Regions from separate parts of the Mus musculus genome. Here all the other regions are linked to region 4. The links are chromatin contacts, called in public Hi-C, HiCAR-type and HiChIP or PLAC-seq maps. All regions are on one chromosome and are shown on one strand. The core of a region is the stretch at or near the end of the contact, and the rest is flanking DNA. Distances in the headings are between cores, read along the strand shown. Region 1 overlaps Crybg1 (crystallin beta-gamma domain containing 1). Region 2 has its middle 80 kb from the start of 4930431F10Rik. Region 3 has its middle 81 kb from the start of Gm40638. Region 4 holds the start of Prdm1 (PR domain containing 1, with ZNF domain). Region 5 has its middle 56 kb from the start of Gm40638.

Region 1 (2,700 bases), core at 192-2,691, 460 kb before region 4:
GGTCCTGGAGTAAGGGAGGTTTGTCCCAAGAACCTTTCCTGGTGCCCCATGAGCTCAAAGCTATGCTCATAGTAACAAGAGGTTATCTGCCCTTTCTGAGTGAGTATGGGGTCTACAGCACGCCATTGCTCTGAAGTATTCACACGTGTTTTCTGGGGGGCTGAGTTCCCACATGAAATTCTAATATAGATGTGCTGCACAATTAAACAAAAGTTCTTCGGAGATCTCAATATTCAAAGGTAAATGGGTCTTCACAAACCCACTGGATGGAGCTCGAGGGCTCTTATGGAAGATATGGGGAAAGGATCGAAGGCTCCAAAGGGGAACAGGAATTCCATAGGAAGGCCATCAGAGTCAACTAATCAGGACCCTTGGAGCCTCTCAGAGACTGAACCACCAACCAAATAGCATACACAGGCTGGGTCTGGCACATACATAGCAGATATGCAGCTCAGTCTTCATGTGGGTCTCCCAACAACCAGAGCAGTGACTATCCCTAAAGCTATTGCCTGGCTATGGGTCCCATTCCCCTGGCTGGGCTGCCTTGTCTGGCCTCAGTGGAAGAGGATGTACCTAGCCTTGGAGAGACTTGATGTGCCATGGTGGGGGCAGGAGAATACACCGGTGGGCCCCACCCTCTCAGAGGAGAAGGGGAGGTGGGGATAGGGGAGGGACTGTGTGAGGGGGGACCTGGGGGGCCAGTGACGAGGATATAAGTTAATTAGTTAATTAATTAATTAGGAAAAAGTTTAAAATCTATTAGTTTACAAAATCCATGAAAAAGAGAACCTGCATGTAATAATGCTGAAAACCTGTGTGTGTGCACGTGTGTGTTAGTCAGAGTCATGTTAAACAGCTGAGGCAGGTCTTGAACTTTCTGTCTACCTGCCTTGGCCTCCTGAGTGCTGTGATTGGTGACATGTCTCATCACAACTAGCCAACCATGTATTTTGAAAAAGCTTCCAAAATCACAGAACATGAGAGGATTATAGCAAAAACCACCTCCACACCCTGCCCAGTGAAGAAGGGCGCCAGGTCCTTTCTGTGGTCATGTCTCTACTTGCCTGACAGCTTTGCTCACTGCAAAGCAAGTTATAGGCACAGTCTCCCTCAACTTAAACAGGGAGCTTGGAACCAGAAGGGCACAAACAATCCTGGGCTGGTGATGGGGCCCAGCAACAAACAGCGTGCTTACTAACAAAAGGCCCTACGTTCAGTCTCCATCAAAGAGGAAACTTCAGGCAGTTCAGAGAGGAAGAAATGGAAGCTGCATTTTGCAGCTCCCTCTATCAGGGAAAGAACGAATGCAAACTAAACTTTATGCCACAAACTTGAGGAAGACAAATTCCCATTTAGGTAGTTTCCCAACTACACATATGACGATTATGGAGAGCGAGTGAAACCTCAGAGCAAAGAGGAAGGAGAAGGGGGATCCTTGGGCTGGGCGGGGCCTTTGCAAGTAGAGGAAGCTGTTTCACACATCTTGAAAATTCTAAATATAGCACTGAGTGTTTTTACAGAGAATACAAAGAATACGAGTCTCCTAGGTTTTCTGATCGCTCAAAGCATCTTTCCTATACTTTCCATAGTACAACACTGACATTCACAAATGCCTTGAAACATAACTTATTCTCCCGGCTTGGCCACAAATGTCTTGGGGGAGGAAGTGTTGGTGTCTTTGTTTCTTGGACTCCAAGAGTTCCTTGCACATAGATTTAAAAGTGCACAGAGGTAGGGGTAGAGGGGTGAGGCAGTGGTGGTGCACACCTTTAATCATAGCACAGAGGCAGGTGGATCTCTGTGAATTCAAGGCCAGCCAGGTCTACACAACTAAATCCAGGACAGCCAGAGCTACACAAAGAAACCCTGTCTCAAAACAAAACAAAAGGTACATGGTAAACAAATAGAAACTTATTGCACATGTACAACCCCTGTAAAAATACAACCTGAGCCCCTCACTGCCTCTAGGTTTAGAAACATCCCATCTAAATAAGAATTAGTACTTACCATAGAGTCTGATAAGGACATTCCAGAAAAGGAATGGCCTGGGTCATACCGGCTTGCTTTGAAAAGGCCCAGGAAGTCCGCGTCCACGCTCCCAACATTCGGCAGGTTTGACTTCAGAATACCTTCCACGCCATCGCTGTTCTTCAGTTTGGGTAAGTCTGAAAGGTTGTTTTCTGGCAATTGTAGGTTGCCCTGAGAATTCACATCTTCCTTGCTTCCCTCTTTTTGTGGGTACTTTTCCATGTGGCTGGAACCCAGACGAGATGTATTTGATGAATTGAAATTGAAGACCTTTAAGGAGTTGTGGGGTGCAAGGTGTGGCTGTTCTTTGTCTGAGCCACAGGGCAGGCCACCCTCCTTCCTGGGCTGTACCACTGATGACTGAGATACGGAGCTGTTCTGAGAAGTGCTAAAAGATGTGCTCATTGTGTTGACTGACGTCACGGAGGGAGAAAAGACTTTGTCTTGTGGCAGAGAAGAAAGCATGCTTGAGAAAAGCGTGCTGTTTTCTAGCCGTGACCTCTTAACGCCGCCGCTGTTGATGTCCCTGTTCTCCTTGTCACTTGCTTCTGAAGTGGTCTGTGGCTCGCTCTTCCCATTACTGTTAGTGTGCAAGGACTTGAAGACGATGCTCTGCTCGGTGGATGCACGCTTGGCTCTCAGTTTGGATATGGGGTCGTGGTTCTGCAACAA
Region 2 (2,700 bases), core at 36-2,535, 360 kb after region 4:
AAGGAAAGTACTTACCTGCCAATACTGGCAGAGCTTTGTTCCAAGAGCAAAGGATCTACACTGTGATTCATCTTTAGAGGTCAAGGGTTCCAAAAAGCTTTCCTATAGTCTTCTGAAACTTCAGTCACCATTGTCACTGCTGGATCACATGGCTCCAGTAGAAGAGTGGGTGTACTATTATGTGTTATTTTAATATTTGAAAACTAATAGCTACAGTAATATCTCATTTTTTTCTAAAATATTACCCTTCAACAACTACATTGTTACAAACCAGATTTAAAGACAGAGAATGGTGTAGAGCTTGGTTTGGTTTCCCCACTAATGTCCGTCTACTAATTGCCATTATTTTTATTCTGATGTTAATAGGCATCCTTTGCTCATCTCTTTGCGTATTCTTTCTAGTCAACTATTTTTATGCCTATCTCTCAACAAAGGAGAACCCAGAGGTTTTGGGTTATTTTCTTGTTATTGTTGCTGACCTCTGGTCTTCAGTTTTTTAACATCGAATTTTGAATGTTAAATTGGTAAGACTAATTTTAATCTCAATGACAAGTGCTGTTTTCATTTTAAAGATGATGCTAAAAAAATATATCTTTAATGAATAATGCTTATGGAAGAATGGGAAGTTTAATACCTAAGTAATAACTATGTAGACAATATATAGCTATTCGAAATGTCCTCATATGTATTAGAATATATAGGCTCCATTACACTGTTTCAGGCAGAATACATGTGTTTTGATCCTGTATTAATAAAGTAAAAACTTTTCAAAATGTGTACTTTGGATCTATCAAGTTTCCATAGGTCTCTTTCTTAATAAGCAGTAAACATGTGAGACAAAAAAAAAAAAAAAAAGTCCATAAAGGATGTGCTTTCTAACTCAAATTAACTAAAAATCTGTCCTAGTTACAGTTGCATTGTTGTGAAGAGGCATAATGACCATGGCAACTTTTATAAAGGCAAACATTTAGTTGGGGCTGTATTACAGTTCAGAGGTTCAGTCCATTATCATCATGGTAGGAAGCATAGCATCATACAGGCAGACTTGGTGCCAGAAGAGTCAAGAGCTCTACATCTTGATCCAAAGGCATCCAGGAGGAGACTCACTTCCCAACTGGGTAGAGCTTGAGCATAGGAGCCTCAAAGCCCACCTCCACAGTGACACACCCCTACCAACAAGGCCACACCTACTCCAACAAGGCCATACCTCCTACAAGTGCTACTTCCTATGGGGCAAGCATATTCAAACCACAGAAACTCCAGCAGTAATACTTTTAAATGATGACTCATTGTTTGCCAGCTGGGGCTAAAATTTTTTCCAGAAACGGTGACACTATAATCAAGACTTTTAAGGAACTCAGAGGCAAGCCTTGGTGTTAAAAAAAAAAAAAAATCAAACTACAAAAAAAGGAACTTTCAATATTCAAAAAACTCATCAATATATGTGAAACAAACATTAAAGAAAAGGCCAAGAAGAATTAATAAAAAATAAAGTAATAACACGAGTTGATCTTTATGTAGCCTCCAAGTTTATAAATGTTTGTATTAACTCAGTTCATCTTCACAGCACATTTAGGAGCTAACCATAGCAAAATGGTGTCTTCCACATAGAAAATTGACACTTGAGAAAACTCAAGTTTTCATGGCTCCATCTTGTTTTTGTGAGTGTGTATCTTCTGATTCCTTGATAGGGTGTCCTCTCTTCTTCAGAAAAGAAAATAGAACTTCTGTCTTTCCTCACTGAAACCAAGAGACAAAAAAAGATATGTATTCATTCTAATAGTTAACTTGAAGATGAATTCCCAGTTTTAAATATTATCATGGATAAGCCCCAGCATCAACTAGGGTGGATGAAAAGACATTGGACCACGCTTTTCCAGTCACTTAGTTCTCTTACATCAACTTTGGCCAAGAGAATGCCTAACCCCAGCAAGGAGCTATGGGACCTATATTACCATGAGTGTCTTAAGTACACTCATTCCTGTCATTGCTATCAAGTACTTTCTCTTTTCTGTATTCATATCCTGTTCTCAGTACAGGAGCCATAAGTGACAGTAGGGACATGCCTAGGCAATGGGGGATGGGCAGTGGAAAGTAAGTATGAGAAAGTACTGCCGAGACAACAAGATAAAACACCTAGAATGCAGCTCAACTTCAAGAGAAGATGGAAAGCTATCTTTTCCCAGACTCAACCATGCTGAAGAGTTCAAAAGGAAAACAGAGAATTGGTAGATTGAAAATGAAGAAAACATCGAAGGAAGCAGACATACAAATGTATGCTTGTTGGTCACGCTCCCACCCCACTCCAATTAACATTTGTAAAAGCTAGATTAATGGTGGCCCATTTATATGGATGCATTTACTGTCCTGTGGATTTCTCCTACATCAATATTAACAAATTTAACAGTAATAGATGACCGAAAAGAAATGACTGAATTCTGAGATTGAGCAAGCTTTTTTCCACTTAGCTCAGACCACTGAAAGATGAGCCCTATGTGAGAAATGGAAAGGGTAAAGAAACAGTATGTATCAAAAACAAAAGATAAGTTTAAAATTTTCTATCAAGAGCTATTCTTTGTCAAGGGCATGCTAGATTCTTTGGAGTCAAGTTTAGTCTCTCTCTCTCTCTCTCTTTCTCTCTCTCTCTCTCTCTCTCTCTCTCTCTCTCTCTCACACACACACACACACACACACACACAC
Region 3 (2,700 bases), core at 33-2,532, 400 kb after region 4:
CCCTGGTTATTCCATTGTGCTTTAAGAGAAAACAACACAAACATGTCCCCTCCAACCCAAACATGTCCCCTCCAACACAAACATGTCCCCGCCCACTTGCCCCCTAAATCTGGTTTTGAGTTTCACTGGAGTTCAAAACCTCCTTGTGGCCACTGTGCCATCCTGGCTGCTTGTATTGTATTTTGTGAGTAGAAAGCACTCCTTCCTCTTAGGCTCTGCCACATTTGCTGAAGTTTTTCTTAGGATCATGAGCTTTTTGTAACAGTGAATGTGAGCTTTGGTCATCATATGTTCTTTCTTATAAATATCCACAGCACCTTATAGTCAGCAAGTTGCATCTACATACACACATACCACACTAGCACACACACACACACACACACACACACACACACACACACACACACACGAAGACAGATTCATGGTTCATGGCTGTACCTCCTACCATTTTCTATGGAATTTCTATGGAATGCTTAGCCAAACCAAAAAAGAGCTTTCCTACCATATGAAGGTAGAGTCACCTTGGCAGAGCAGAAAGCAGTTTTTAAGGCAGGGTAGCAGGTTCTAGAGGAAGAGCAACAGAACAAGAGCTGTAACCGCAGAAAAAGCTTACCGTTCCTCCTATTAGCATACTTATGAGTGGAAAGACCAAGTCAGGAGCACTCAACAAAGGCGTAAGTGTAGACACACGTATGCTGAGCTTTGGGGCAGCTCTGGGCAAGGGACAGTCCCAGCAGGCCTGGAATCTTGCTATGGTTATCTTTCCACTGCAATTCTTTAGTTCCCTTCTCCTGATGATCTGGCCAGTTTGTCTCCTTTAGAAAGGAATTTAGTTGTGTTTACGTTTGTCTCACGTGTGTAAAACAGGAATGCATCCATCTTGGCACAGGGTAGAGATGATTTAGCTTCAGAGGGGTTTTCTAAACTTGAAGCACTATGTCATGAAGAGGCGGCTTCCTAAAACGTATGCTGCCTAGTTGTGGCCTTCCATACTAAGGGGCTCTGAGCATGCGTGTGGGCACTCCGTCCTCCTCCCAGAACACTATCCACATCATTCTGTTTAAATCTCGTCGAGAGGAGCCATCCTGAGAGTGGCTGCCAGGGGAGCCAGACTCTTGCGTGTTGTCTTCTCTTTCCTCTCCAGAGTTGGTCCCTCGTGTTTAAAGAAAGAGACTCTCAAAGTCAGGAAGCTAGTCAGACATCCAAACTATGTAGTGACGTCGAGGCCTCTGTGAACCGGAAACAGACATGGACTGCATCCCTTTCCGACCCAATCAGTTCCAAACATCGACCTCTAGTGCTTGTGGGGCTTGGCTGTTGGCCCAACCTGTACCCTTTGCAGAGGCAATGTACAGGTCATGGAGGTCACTCTTATTTTTTGTTTTTACTGTTTAAAGAGAGAGTTGGGTGTATAATCTTGGCACTTTTACAGGAGGCTAGTGGAGGAGAAGAAAGAGGAAAAAGTAAGACTGTTTTTAATTCATCAAACCGCTGCTGATTTAGGAATAATAAACACAAGTCTGTTTCCTTGATTGTTTTATAAATAGCAAATATTTGGGTGAGGAATCTGATAAGTGCGCAGACTATAGGGATTGTTTATCAAAATGATGCGTCAGTTAAAAAACAAAACAAAACCAACAACAACCCCCACCCCCAAACCCTTGAGTCTGTCTGTAAGATTCCCTCAGTCTGGTTCCCAAGGTCCTTAGTCATCATTCCCCTGTCCTTTGAACTGGATCAAAGCAACACAGGGCCTCTGAGGGGAAAGATTGGTTCCATTATGCAAAAGGCAATAAGGTAGTGCCCTTCCCAGCAGTTAATAGGCAGGAATGTTGTAAAATACTGTGTGGTTTTCAAATACCAAGGCGGAAGTTTTCTGGTTCACAGTCTCCCTAGTCATCGAGACTGGCCTTCTGGCTTTTTCGGGCGTTTGCCAACTGTTTCCATGTTAGGCAGAGAATCTGCGTCCAAAATTTGGGGGCTGCCTGGTACTTCACTAGGTCAGCTGTATGCACGGATCCCCGGCTGCTGCTTGCCTGGTTCTCGGGTTTCAACAGTACTGAGTTACTGTAAGAACCTCCTGACTTAAGCCACTGACCCAAACATAAAGCAAATTGCATTTAAATGAGCAACGCAGGCCCTGAGGAGAATAGAAGGGAAATGTATAAACTGTGGTCACTCCATTCTTCTGATATTTAAAAATTAAAATGGAAATTTTTTTGCCCATTTGGATTGTGGGGAACTTTTGGGTGGAGACATTTTTCTGAAGCTCCTGCAAGCGGCATATTGATTTTTTTTTAATTATTAGACAACAAAGGGGAAGGTAAGAAGGTGATTGCTTTACGATATTTCTTTATTCAACAAACACTTTTTGAGCATTGGTCATGGCCAAGGTAGAGAGCCAGGTTCCAAGGAGAGAGTAGTAAATGGGAACGATTTGGCTCCAGGAGAGAATGCACTCACTCAGTGTCTCGTGGTTCTCGAGGAGAAGAACCACCTCACGGGGAGAAAAGGAACTGTTCACCCCCAGGGCAGCTCTATTCGTCTCCTACGTGACTGGTTTTCAACCTAGAACCCCAGGAAGCCGAAAGTCACCAAAGCCCATGGCTTTTTCACACTCTGTTTGGTAGTTCCAGATGCACAAGTCCTCCCATACTAAAGTGTAGCCCTCTTTGTTTCTATGCCTGACACAGAGTTAAA
Region 4 (2,700 bases), core at 157-2,656:
AACCCAGTCTGCCTTTTCCAAATGGGGAAAACTGAACTTTCCCACCAGCTCCCTAGCGAAGCAACTTTCAAAACAACTAGGTCCCCTCCCTCTGCCGCGCGCGCGCGCGCGTTCAGTCTCTTTCATCCTCCAGCAGGCAAGCCTGAGAGGGGTTGCATCCTGCCAGCATCCTTGAGTACCAGCCTTCCCGAGCTCCCATGGACCACAGGAAAAGAAAAATTGGGGAAGAGGGAAACACCCAGCAGTTTTGTTTGTTTTTTTAATCCGTGGGCATCTCGAGCCAGATAGAAAAATTAAAAACAAAACATATTAAAAAAAAAGTCAATAGAATTCCCTGAAGAGAATTCCTTTAGGAGCCCTCAGCCACAAATAGCACTTTCTATTTAAATGTGAAAGTGCATGAATTCCCAGAAGTCACTGAAGTGGCACAGTTTACTGTAACTAAAGTTATACAGAAGACTTGGGGATCCTCCTCTTATCTGCCCTCGGAAAAAGTCCTTTCCAAAGAGGAAAAGCAAGAAAGATAAAACAGCCTCTGCAACGTATTCCCACATAGACGCCGCAGATAAAAATTAGGAATAAGGATAACCATGTTAGAACGCGCGCTTGTGAAAATGTAAACACAGTACAGCGGGAGTCCCTCTCCGGAGCTGGTCTTTACAATTCGTCCCTAGATAGGACGCTCCGAGAAGGGGAAAGATGCTTACTTGTCCTTGTCCCGGGTACAACTTAAACTATCTCATTCTTATTTAGTTCCAACATGTAAGGTCATGTGGAACAAACGATGTTAAATACAAGTGAAAACCTAAGTCAACCCGGGATAGTTACAGTAATGTAAAGGCAGCGAGTGGCGAAGCGGACAAGAACCACTACTGAAATTTCAGTGAATTGACAATTATGTCTAGAACTGAAAGGGTTAATGATTCATACGGAGGAAAAAAGTCTTCTAAATGTTTGACAGTGCTCCGCGTACTAAAACAGAAGCGCTGGTTTCTACTGAGGCTTCATTCTTTTTTTTTTTTTAAAAGGGGGAGGGGGGAGAAAAGAAAAGTTAAAAAAAAAAGGAAGAAAGAAAAAGGGATAAAAGGTTTCAAATCGTATTAAAGACAGAATCTGGTTCCTTACCAAGGTCGTACCCACACGTTTTTCCAAGAGAAGATCCAACATCTGAGATAAGCCTCTCTCATGTCCACCCAGTCCACATCCTCCCGCGTCCCTGCCGGGCTGAGCAGTACTGACGCGCACCTCGGCGGTCCCTCCTTTTCTACGGCCGCGGGCCGGGCTCGCTCCGGGCGGACAGGTGCTGCGCGCTGCTCTTGCGTCTCCGCGACACTGGAGGGCCGAGTGTCACTGCAGCAGTGTCTGTGCGAGCGAGCGAGTGAGCGAGCGACTGACTACTCTTCCCCCTCCCTGCCCTGCCGCAGACTTCTTTACCAATACTGACGGTCTGATTCACTCCTACCAGCCGCCGCGATGGGGGCGTGGCCGCACCTGGCCAGCCCAGCCGTGCAGCGTGGGGTTCAGGGCTTCCCCCCACCGACTGCGACCCGCGGCAGCTTCCTCTGTTTGCAAATGGATTTCAACAAGGACTGGGAATCTTCTTACTTCCCTTTGCAGGCGCTTGCCCTCCATGTTTACCCACACTACGATTGTATTCTAAGTCCTCCGGATCGCTAGCTTCCTGTCGCGGCAGAGCGGGGCGGGGTGGGGGACTCCTCCTCAAAAGAAAACCCTAGTCACCTAAACTCGGTGTCTCAATTACAGGATCCGACGTACTTCGAAGGAAAGAGCTAAAGTATTTTGGCAGCACATGCAATACAATTTCGCTGTGTAGTCCTGGAGTCATTGCCAATGAAATAAATATTCTAAGGCGGTTCTCCTCTAGTATTAAACGTATAGGATTTCATTTCTCCTGCTAACTGAATACATTCAGCTTAGGTAGACCTAACTTCCTCCTTTCGACCATTTGGAAATAGGGAAACAGGAAAAAGTTATAATCATATATACTGGTTTTGTTGTCCCTGCCTCTCATGCCCAAACCCACAGCCAGGCTTCCGAGCGTGTGCGTACAATGGAGAGTAGGAATGCTTCCCAGTTAAAAAGGGGATGTTGGGCTGGGGGCAGTGAGTGGAAAGCTGTTGGAGGCAGTAATTAGTGGGGCTCGTTCTGAGCCTGGCCGGCTTTTCCTTCAGCCCCAGTCTGTCTTCTGGAGAAGGAAGGACATCCTGTGATGATGGCATACAATGTCCTGTTTGTTTATTATTAAGAGCGTGGACCTTGCATTCCTGCTTCTCATTACAAAACAAACCAGATGCGGTACTTCCTTCAATGGTCTTTTGCCTTCAGCAGGGATCCTCCAATTCACAGAAACAATGCTGCTAAGGGCCCATTTATAGCCAGCATCCCATCACAGCGACTTTTTAGATCACAGAAACTCAAGTCTTCCCCTTATCTTGCTTGCCTCATCGCAGGTTCCCCTCACCCCCACCCCCATTTTTAAAAATCATCTCTCCCAAAAGTTTACGATGTGGTATCTTTTCTAGTATTCTAAACACACGGGGCATACACACCCACCCACATCCAGATCCACACCCACATTCACACACCCAGACCCAACCTAATGATACCAACTTAGTCATACAATGAAGTGGACATTTGAGTATTTGTTTACAGGAAGAAATGAAACACAGCAAAACAAAA
Region 5 (2,700 bases), core at 6-2,505, 430 kb after region 4:
TGTTCCTCTCATCTATTTGATCAAGTTCATGCTTTTGCTATTATATGCATGGAAGGGCTCTGTTGTATTTTTTATTTAGTAATGCATTCTAGCTCATATGTACATGAGGATTTTTGTTTCAATTGTGACCCTTGATCTGGAACTTTCTATTCTGTGTATAGAGAATGGAGAAATAATTGGGCAAATCGTGGCCAATCTTATAAAAGTTCACAGATGCCTCTTTGAATGCAACAGTTCATAATGATTTAAACGAGACTTTGTGCCCTAACTTTCATCTCAATATATGAGGTGGGTGGTGGGGGAGGGAGGAAGTGGATCGATGGCCAAAACTGAGTTTTGATCCCTGCTCTCACCCGGGCCCTACCCACAAACACCATCTAAAGCAAGACCAGTTGTCAGCACTTCATTCATGAGCATCATTACCAAAATTCCACAATTCACTTATGGTATCAAAGGTTTGTTTTAATGGAAATAATTTATATGGCATCTTCTCTGGGAAGAATCAGAAAGGTCCATTTGCTGTCTTGACTTTGAACATTGTGGTCTGAGTTCAGTTACATGCTTCAGAGTCAAAAGCCTGCTGCAGCCCACACTAAAATGGATGCTACAGATGTCACCCAGAACCCATGGAAACACAGAACTTAGAGTCGGGAAGGAAAGTGAAGAGGGAGGTTTTCTCTTCTGACATCTCTCTAACAACTGTGTCTAACCTGAAAATGTGGCTCCAATCCTTCTCAGAACTATTATTTTCTTTACAGCAAAGTTCTAAAAACTTGGTTTCTTTTGATTTCTCCCCCCCTGGCAGGAAAATGACACATTTGGGGCCAAGGCATTAAAGTGTGGTCTCTTGGGAAAAGGGGGGAGGGCTATTGCTCTCGAGCCCACAAACAGTTGCAGGTGCAAAAAATGTGCACACGAAAAGGGAGGTCTGGTAGAGGCCCTTTTAAAATGTGGCCTTTTAAGTTCAATAAATCTCTTTGCTCTCCCCTTTGTGAGCTGTGTGCGTTCCTCCCACACTCTAATGCACATTTCAGTCTCCAATGTGGCCTCCAGAAGGAATCTCCGTGTTTGTTGTGAAGTTTTCCGTAATTACATAATCATTGAAGTCTGTGAGGTGGCTGAAAAATGCAAACCCGGGGATTACAGTAACATAATTAGGCTGCTTCCTGTAAGAGCCAAGCTTCTCGGGTCAGGCTTTGATTGGCTGCCCTCGGACCCTTCCTTTTCCTCAGTGAATCACAGCTCAATGGGCCTTTCTGCAGGCCAACTGCTGCGAGGCATTTTAACAGCGTGCTTTTTGTGCGCCCTGAATGAGTTCTGTACACACCCTCTGCATCAGTTTGATTAAGAAGGCAGGGGCAGGGGAGCCAGAGGGCTGTGGTTTCTCGGATGCCTTCGTGTCTGTGTGGTGACAGAGCCAATGCTTACTTTGTCTGGGCCGCAGTACCTTGACTCATCTGGTGGTGTCTAGAAGCCTTGAGTCCTGGCTTTGGGGTATTGGTAGCAAGAAAGAGAAGAAAGGGCAGAGAAAAGCTGAGTTTTGCGTGTGTAATGGAATTTGGTAGCTGATGTGCATCATTCATTCTCAGGTGGGTAGGGAAGATGATATATCACAAACAACCCGCCCACAAATAGCTTTCTATTCTAGGCAGTGTCATAACCATAACCCAAACCTAACCCTTTCTATTATGGGCTACATTGGCCCATAGGATCTACTTCCTCCTCTCCTAACCACTCTTGGAAATGGGAAATGATTCTTCTTGAGCTTCTGTGTCCATCTTTCTCCTCCTTTTGATAATCTCAGCGCACATGGAGGCCTCAGAAAAGTATAAAGTCCAGGTAACACTGATTACTTTGAAAATAAGGATAGTCATTTAGGAAACTTAAAAAAAAAAACACTTGATTTGGTGGATTCTTATTAAAAATCATCAATTGCTCATCAGTGGTCCCAAGTCAGGGGAGCAGCTGTCAAGTAAGGGAAGATGACCAGAAGGAAATCTTCCCCTTAATTTAATCCTGCACCAATGAGCAGAATAAGATGTCAGAGTTTTTTGTTTGGAAAAAAAAAATAGTAGAGTAGTTCAAATGGAGACAGACATCTAATTGTCAGGAGCATCCAATGGACTTGATGGCCACAGCATTTCTCTTAAGCAGATAGCTCGTTCATCACAGTGGGTAAAGGCCCAAGTGGGAATGTTCTGAAAGTCTTTCCTCTACTTTGGAAGATTCTCTTGCTCTGTTTTCAAGAACCCTTCAGGTCTTCTCATCCATTCTGTTGGGTTTCCTCGCAGAGAAAATTCCAGTTTCACTAAATATTCTTTCTTTGTGTCTACACTTTCAAAGTCTTAACATAACTGTGTTTCTTGATACACATTTCCTAAGTGAGGGTGTCTTTAGGAAGTGAACAAAGCACTGCAAATTTTGACTGAATCACGTTTTTGAAAATAGTGCTTTGTCCTCCTCTCTGTCAACGCCAAAAACCAAAGCTCTTGCTGATATACAGTACATCTAAACTATCCATGGGGGAGCTAAGCAACCATAAAGAAATGAAAGATTGCCTTTGCTGTATAAGTTGAAACTAGTATAAGAAACTTAGATTATATTAGAATTCTCTTCATTTTAGTTATCTCAAAAATATTTCAGTAGGGCCCTTAAAAGTAAAATAAAACTAAGTTGCTGCAAATATGATTCAGGTTGAAA

What was found. HiChIP or PLAC-seq counts read pairs in DNA pulled down with a chosen protein or histone mark. Hi-C and Micro-C count contacts between places; a contact is called where the count stands out from the background. HiCAR-type assays count read pairs that join an accessible place to other places.
Region 1: a contact with region 4 is called in a Hi-C map of CD8 T cells, with 4 times the contacts expected there. The contact joins the enhancer-like site here to the promoter of Prdm1 in region 4. A contact is called at or near these places in 3 of 484 Hi-C or Micro-C datasets (CD4 T cells, CD8 T cells and cerebral cortex) and 1 of 115 datasets of contacts at active chromatin or transcription factors (memory CD8 T cells).
Region 2: an H3K4me3 HiChIP or PLAC-seq map of bone marrow-derived macrophages shows a contact between it and region 4, with 3 times the contacts expected there. The contact joins the enhancer-like site here to the promoter of Prdm1 in region 4. A contact is called at or near these places in 1 of 39 promoter capture datasets (macrophages), 1 of 15 datasets of contacts at CTCF or cohesin (large pre-B cells), 7 of 484 Hi-C or Micro-C datasets (B cells, CD8 T cells, Th2 cells and 2 more), 7 of 115 datasets of contacts at active chromatin or transcription factors (CD8 T cells, bone marrow-derived macrophages, effector CD8 T cells and 3 more) and 4 of 9 other capture datasets (adipose tissue, embryonic stem cells, macrophages and 1 more).
Region 3: a HiCAR-type map of kidney shows a contact between it and region 4, with 4 times the contacts expected there. The contact joins the enhancer-like site here to the promoter of Prdm1 in region 4. A contact is called at or near these places in 1 of 15 datasets of contacts at CTCF or cohesin (pro-B cells), 3 of 484 Hi-C or Micro-C datasets (embryonic fibroblasts, epidermal suprabasal cells and uterus), 9 of 115 datasets of contacts at active chromatin or transcription factors (bone marrow-derived macrophages, cardiomyocytes, a colorectal cancer cell line and 5 more) and 3 of 9 other capture datasets (adipose tissue, embryonic stem cells and macrophages).
Region 5: a contact with region 4 is called in a RAD21 HiChIP or PLAC-seq map of pro-B cells, with 6 times the contacts expected there. The contact joins the enhancer-like site here to the promoter of Prdm1 in region 4. A contact is called at or near these places in 1 of 39 promoter capture datasets (macrophages), 1 of 15 datasets of contacts at CTCF or cohesin (pro-B cells), 5 of 484 Hi-C or Micro-C datasets (embryonic fibroblasts, epidermal suprabasal cells, reprogramming fibroblasts and 1 more), 9 of 115 datasets of contacts at active chromatin or transcription factors (astrocytes, bone marrow-derived macrophages, a colorectal cancer cell line and 6 more) and 2 of 9 other capture datasets (embryonic stem cells and macrophages).

Annotation. Positions count from the first base shown.
Region 1 is chr10:43,995,045-43,997,744 of GRCm38.p6, forward strand. It overlaps Crybg1 (crystallin beta-gamma domain containing 1), which reads right to left. Exons shown (of 22, transcript NM_001368305.1): 4 at 2,008-2,700. Among named protein-coding and RNA genes, the nearest start is that of Gm40636, 28 kb to the left of the region's middle. Within about 2 kb of position 1,442, at least 79 of the 459 cell types and tissues checked have an H3K27ac peak or open chromatin away from gene starts, as enhancers often do. A contact at or near this core is called in CD8 T cells and memory CD8 T cells, where this site is marked.
Region 2 is chr10:44,817,521-44,820,220 of GRCm38.p6, forward strand. No RefSeq gene overlaps it. Among named protein-coding and RNA genes, the nearest start is that of 4930431F10Rik, 80 kb to the left of the region's middle. Within about 2 kb of position 1,286, at least 10 of the 459 cell types and tissues checked have an H3K27ac peak or open chromatin away from gene starts, as enhancers often do. A contact at or near this core is called in bone marrow-derived macrophages, where this site is marked.
Region 3 is chr10:44,860,594-44,863,293 of GRCm38.p6, forward strand. No RefSeq gene overlaps it. Among named protein-coding and RNA genes, the nearest start is that of Gm40638, 81 kb to the right of the region's middle. Within about 2 kb of position 1,283, at least 37 of the 459 cell types and tissues checked have an H3K27ac peak or open chromatin away from gene starts, as enhancers often do. A contact at or near this core is called in embryonic fibroblasts, kidney and uterus, where this site is marked.
Region 4 is chr10:44,457,342-44,460,041 of GRCm38.p6, forward strand. Prdm1 (PR domain containing 1, with ZNF domain) reads right to left here and starts at 1,407. Exons shown (of 7, transcript NM_007548.4): 1 at 1,126-1,407. The coding sequence starts at 1,167.
Region 5 is chr10:44,886,231-44,888,930 of GRCm38.p6, forward strand. No RefSeq gene overlaps it. Among named protein-coding and RNA genes, the nearest start is that of Gm40638, 56 kb to the right of the region's middle. Within about 2 kb of position 1,256, at least 56 of the 459 cell types and tissues checked have an H3K27ac peak or open chromatin away from gene starts, as enhancers often do. A contact at or near this core is called in astrocytes, a colorectal cancer cell line, embryonic fibroblasts and 3 more, where this site is marked.